Linked DNA regions of Mus musculus: region 2 is linked to region 1. The links are chromatin contacts, called in public promoter capture Hi-C maps. All regions are on one chromosome and are shown on one strand. The core of a region is the stretch at or near the end of the contact, and the rest is flanking DNA. Distances in the headings are between cores, read along the strand shown.

Evidence for each region. Promoter capture Hi-C pulls out the DNA fragments that hold promoters and counts their contacts.
Region 2: a promoter capture Hi-C map of liver shows a contact between it and region 1. A contact is called at or near these places in 11 of 39 promoter capture datasets (the 3T3-L1 cell line, 3T3-L1-derived adipocytes, cranial neural crest and 6 more), 12 of 484 Hi-C or Micro-C datasets (the BV-2 cell line, brown adipocytes, cerebral cortex and 4 more), 7 of 130 datasets of targeted methods (cardiomyocytes, embryonic stem cells, hepatocytes and 2 more) and 2 of 9 other capture datasets (liver and pancreatic islet).

Annotation. Positions count from the first base shown.
Region 1 is chr19:36,645,019-36,647,923 of GRCm38.p6, reverse strand. Hectd2os (Hectd2, opposite strand) reads left to right here. Exons shown (of 5, transcript NR_033510.1): 3 at 2,159-2,240. Among named protein-coding and RNA genes, the nearest start is that of Hectd2os, 43 kb to the left of the region's middle.
Region 2 is chr19:36,735,100-36,738,004 of GRCm38.p6, reverse strand. It overlaps Ppp1r3c (protein phosphatase 1, regulatory subunit 3C), which reads left to right and starts at 1,401. Exons shown (of 2, transcript NM_016854.2): 1 at 1,401-1,452. The coding sequence starts at 1,439.

The DNA.
Region 1 (2,905 bases), core at 299-2,798:
AGTTTTTTTTTTTTTTTTAGTTAGTTATTTTTAGGAACTTTAGGGGCAGATTGTCCATAAAAACAAACTCACAAAGTAGAAGCATGGAGTGTGCTTCTTGGGATATCTAAGTAGAAACTTTATATGTTTATATTTTAAGCCCCAGGAAGGCTTGCTGGAAGGACGGAAGGTTAAGCTTGCTGTGTAGAGTGAGACTGTTCCATCTAGAGACATACTCAACAGAGACGCAATGTACTCTTGGGGAAAAATGGGAATTTATATATATAATGCAGGGTCTCTCTTTCCCCTCTGGATTTTATCCTGAAACAGCCCATAGCAGTCTTTTTCTTCGATACAGTTTTGTTCTTTCTAAAAGGAGATGGAGGGGTGGGGGATAGAAGTGGGGTTGAGAGCCCTTAGCGCTCAGAATGTATCTTTAGTTTATACACAACCGATAACATTGTTAAGTAGTTTCCTATCCAGTATTTCCTTTTAACTTAGATTTAGTTTCTAGAGTTTTTATTAATACATTACTAATTTGTTTCCTTTCTTTGCACATTTCTTGACTTTTTTTGGTTTGTTTGTTTTCTGTTTTTCTAATACAGTGTATCTCTGCCTAGTCCTGGCTGTCCTCAAACTCACAGAAACCCTCCTGCCTCTGGCTCTCAAGTGCTAGGATTAAAGGCATACACCAGCACACCTGGAATGTTTTTTTTTAATTCTTTATCCTAGTCTGATGTGATGGTGCCTAATCTCGAGTCTTGGGAGGCAGGAGCAGGGGGATCGGGAGTTCACTTTCATCTTTAGCTATATAATGCTCACCCTGTAGGTTTTAAATTGCCCTGGCTCCACTCAAGGTGCTGTAGTCTCTCGCCTCATAGCATTGGGGGAGGGATTTGAATAACATTCCCAGGAAGGACCATTATGACTTATATTTCTGTTTTGTGATAAAAACTATCATCCTTGGAATGAGTTGGAAGTCTATGGTTGTAAGAAACAAAAGCCCTACCCACGTCCACAGGTATCTTGTTCTGATGAACATACCTGATTGAAGAATTAGTGTGTCTGGTGTATGCTGGTATCCTGACTCAAAACCTTTCTAATTGTCTCCATCAACAGCACTCCACGTGACTCTGGGTAGGGGGGGTCCTCTGACTTCCACATCCTGTGTGCGACATGGGTGGCTTTTCCCTTTAGGTTTCCATTGACCACGGGTCCTCTTGGTCCTCTTAGATGAAACCAGGATAAGAAGGAACCCGGCCAATGTCACTTCATTTCCTCTGAGGCAGATTTAATAGTTGAACTGTTCCCAAGCCATAAAGCAGAGCCAGTGGTGATTTCTGGAATGTAGCCAGTGGTGACTGCTGGGATGTAGCCAGTGGTGATTGCATGGATGTAGTCAGTGGAGTCTTGGAGCACATAGCTGCTCAGTATCCAGCCTGGTTTAAACAAGGTGGGATTTAGGAAGCCGATCTGCTGAGGGCGAAACTAGTAAGAACTCATCACTCTCTGATCACAGATTCATCTGTTTGCTTATTTGTTTATGGAAGGCTTGCATAATGGTTCAGATAGGCCCTGTGAACATTCCTGCAGGCTGCACTGTGTGTACAGCACACAAGATGCTATGTACAAGCACCATATATGGTGCTCTAGGAAAGGCACGGCTTAGATTCCAGTTTGTCCTTACCATTTTCAGTTGTGTGATCTTGGGGAAGAGCTTTCATGTCTTTGTTACTCAGTAGTCAAATGGGTAAGGGTAATCCTTGCCTTAGAAGCTTGCTGGTGAACACCCTGGGGCACTTAATGATTGTAATAGTTGTTCTGTTAAATGAAACGGTTGGTAGAACACTCCTGGGAAGCTATTGGGTGGAGGATGTGTGCATGCACGTGTTCTTGTTTGTGTGTATTTGTGCACACACTCGCATGCATGGGTGTTTGTGTGCATTTCTTGAGCATTTTAAAGTCAAAGCCCAGATAGCATATTTTTTTGCACCCATAAATGCTTTTCAGTTTTTACATGAAGCTGAAAGGAACTTAAACATTAAAATGAGAACTAAAAACCCACCTCTAGGCAATGCTATTATCAAATATACATACTTAATAATTCATAAGTGTTACTATATCCTAGTCACATTCTAACTTCCCCTTTCTTTTTACTTTGTAATTCTGGATGCTTCAGTACTGAGTGTCCTCCAAGCCTCACTTTTCCCCCTGCGGTCCGGCAGAGAATGGTGGCGTCACCCTAGAGCGAGGATTTGCAGGTGAGTGAAGACAGTATTGATTGCACAGCACCCTGATGTTGCCACCAGTGAGGAGGGACTGGGGCTTTGGCCCCCTGCTCCCTGTGTCCCCTGGCTTCTACAGAGAAGGGAAGCATCCTTTGACACACATACTCTTGCCAAGAGTTTATCAGCACCAGGACGCTCAATTACTCTTTACAGCTGCTTTTCAGATCAGAATCCAAAGTTCACCAAGTGTTTACTTTATATTTTACGTAATTTGCTTTTAATCTATGTTTGTTTCCTTAATCTCTGATCTAGTCTATGAATCATTTATCCTAGACTTTTCTCTGCCTCCTCAACTTTCATAATTGTTCTTCACAGGGTTCACTTTTCCTCTATCCACTTTATTTCCTGGAAAATGGTCCATTAGATCCAGGATCTTGATACTTTTAAAAGAATACTTCAAAAGTAGTGGTGAGCTACATCAGGAGGCACCTAGTGTCTCCTTGTTCTGTTTTTTTTTTTGTTTTTTTTTTGTTTTTTTGTGATGAATCAGTGGGTTCAGACATTGCCAACTTGAAAGCACCATTTCTAAAGTTTCTCCAAAACCGCTCAGCCACCGAAGATTGTTCCTGGATCAATCCCTATTAGTTAAATGGGGATTTTGTGTGTTTCCGTACATTTATAATAGCTTACATTGTACA
Region 2 (2,905 bases), core at 152-2,651, 90 kb before region 1:
CTAATTGGCTTCTAGATAGCCAAGCAGAGCTAGGTCATGGACTTTGTAAAAATAATCAGTATTCATACGCATAGAACAACAAGTAGGGGGAAAAAGGGCCATGAATTTGAAAGAGACCAAGGAACGTAGGAATGTTCGGAGGGAGGAAAGGAAAGGGGGAAGAACAAAAAACAAAAGAAGAAAACAATTTTATATTTGATTAACAGATATGCCTCCCCCCGCCCCTGCGCGTGCGCGCGCCTTGCTCTCTCTCCCCCCAACAGGGTTTCTCTGTGTAACTACTGAAACTCATCCTGTAGATCAGGCTGGCTTCGAACTCACAGAGATCCTCCAGACTCTTGCCTTCAGAGTGCTGGGATTAAAGGCATGCACCACCACACCCGGTCGAACTTTTTAGTTTTTAAAAGTCCAATTATCAAGTTTTTTCCTCTGTGATGTTCAGTAGACGTTTCTTTAAAAAATATTTATTTTAGTTTTGCTTTGTGTTGGTTATGTGCACAGAAGAAAAGAAAGAAATCTCAGCGAAAGCCGCTGGGTGGGTAGGGCATGAAATCAACTGTGATTTTGACCTCTGCCTAAGGATGTCATAACTCAGTCTAGGGATTTGGGCTGTCTGCTGCAATTGGTGACAATGAGCAAGGACAGTAACTTCATGTTGGCCTATAGTTCTCTCTCCCAAGCAGAGAACTGAATAGGTCAGCACATAGTCTCCATTTGCTTATTCAGAGGCAGAGTCTCGCTAGGCTGTACAGACTGGCCCTCTCTGCCTCTGTCTTCAGAGGGAAACACACACACACACACACACACACACACACACACACACGGCCACTTCGTTTCATGGGCTCACGTGTTTTCTTAACATTTGAGTGGCTGTGTGACTTTATTTGTGGAGGAAGAAGAGCCAGCCAACTTCTCTTTGCTTGGGCCAAGGTGCTTGGACACAAAGCAAGGAGCATCACAAGCATTTCAAATAACACAGACACCGGGCGGAGCCACAACTTTCTGAGCTCAGATTCAACTCTGCACAGACCTACGCGTTTCCATAGAAGACCCCGCCAGGCTCGCACAAGCTGCAGAAGGCCAGCTGCGAGCCGTGAGCTACGTGCTGCACGCCAGGCTCCGGGAACACGGCTGGATCCCGCTGGCCCAGGGCTCAGGGACTCTACGGCCGCCTTCCAGCACGCTCTGGTCACATCCAGCCCCGCGGTGATCACGTTCCAGGGGCAGGGGCTCGTGCCCCAGCTGCACAGTGGTTGGTCAGGGCGCACGGCCTTTGATTGGTCGGAGGGACCGGTTCACGTGATCTGGCTTTGATAAGCTGCCTCCCGGTTGCCTGCGGTCAGTCGGCCGGCTGGACCGCGGCGCTGCATCCTCTTAAGTACTGAGTGCGAAGTTGCTCAGGGTGCGGTTGTCGCGGTCGCCGCTGCCTCTCGGTCCAATGAGCTGCACCAGGTAGGTTCAGTGCAACTCTGCGCCCGAATGGAGGGGAGCCTGCAGCTGCGGGGACTTTGGGGGCTTTTGTGGTTTTGTCTTCTCTGCAGATGGGAGACTCCCAGGTTGATGGCTGAGTTGAATCGTCCCGGAGGCTTTGAAGGGATGGAATTTGAGTTGTATTTCTTAGCGCCTGTTTTGGGAATCTACATCTCACAGTAGAAACTGCCTTAGTGAGTCAGTTTTAGCTGGGATTCCTTTGCTGAAGTGACTCTGTTGCCTTTGAGCTCAAAGACCCAAACACTTGGGTGCAGCTTAGTTTTATTGATGAGGTAGTTTAGCCTGTGGCAAAAGGTAGAGGATTTTGCATTTCTTCTTTCCCCACTTCCCCTCTCCTGGTTTGTCATAGAAAATGCAGTCTTAGAGTTTGAGCAAGCTATTATTTTTAACTCTTGGCCAGGACTTAGAATTCCAGGGAAATAGCCCACTACTAAAACTTTCTATAAATGCAGGAGTAAAAAAGGAAAAAAACCAAAAAAACTAAAACAAAAAGAAAAACAAGAACAGCTCAACCAATAAAAAACGAACAACAGCTCCATCAACCAGGCAACCAAGACCATCTCACGAAATGTTGCATCTCCAGTTGTAACTTAGTCCAAGAATTCTCCCTCCCCAAATCCTGCCTCTTAATGGTTGTGAGACAAATAGACTTTGAGGTTTTGTTGCTGGAAGTTTGTAATCCTCTCAGAAAAACCCTAGAGCTATTAAAGTGAGTTCAGTATACATTCTTTACAGGCCACTTTGTGATGATGACCATATACAGGGTGCTGTGCTTAGCACTGGTATGAAGAGAATTCTTCAAGCCAGACTATATTTATGATCAAAATATGTTATATACATATATAAACTGTTAAAGAATAAATAATTAATAAAGCCCCAGACTCCAAAATGGCACCTACTGTATTTCATGTTTCTTTGATTTATAAGGCTGACATTGGAGAGGAAAAACCTAATTCTGTAAGTGTGGAATTATAGTGTGGTTCAAGGGAAAGAAAGGCCAGAAAAGTCTTGATGGATGGTTCTTTGTTTGATGCAAACTATTGTTATTGCCTTCCTACTTGTAAATAGGACCTGCTCAACAACAGGAAACATCATAGAAGCCCAAACCAGTAGATGCTATAATTCCATCAGTCAAAGATAATGAACATCTTAGTGTTTTCCTTTGTAGTTTTCAGTATTTATAAATTCATATATCTTCAGTGTATTTTAAAACAGCTCATTTTCTGGTTATCAGTTTTTAAAACTACTTTATGTTGTGTATATATAATGTACACTGCAGGCTACAAGACAGAGCTATAGTAAAGTGGTTATTACTGGTCAGAATGAACAAGTCTGTTATCCCTGCAGGTAGCTATTCCCTTTATAGTTGGACCTGTCATGGGCATCTTTCTATATGAACTGTAGATTGTTTAAA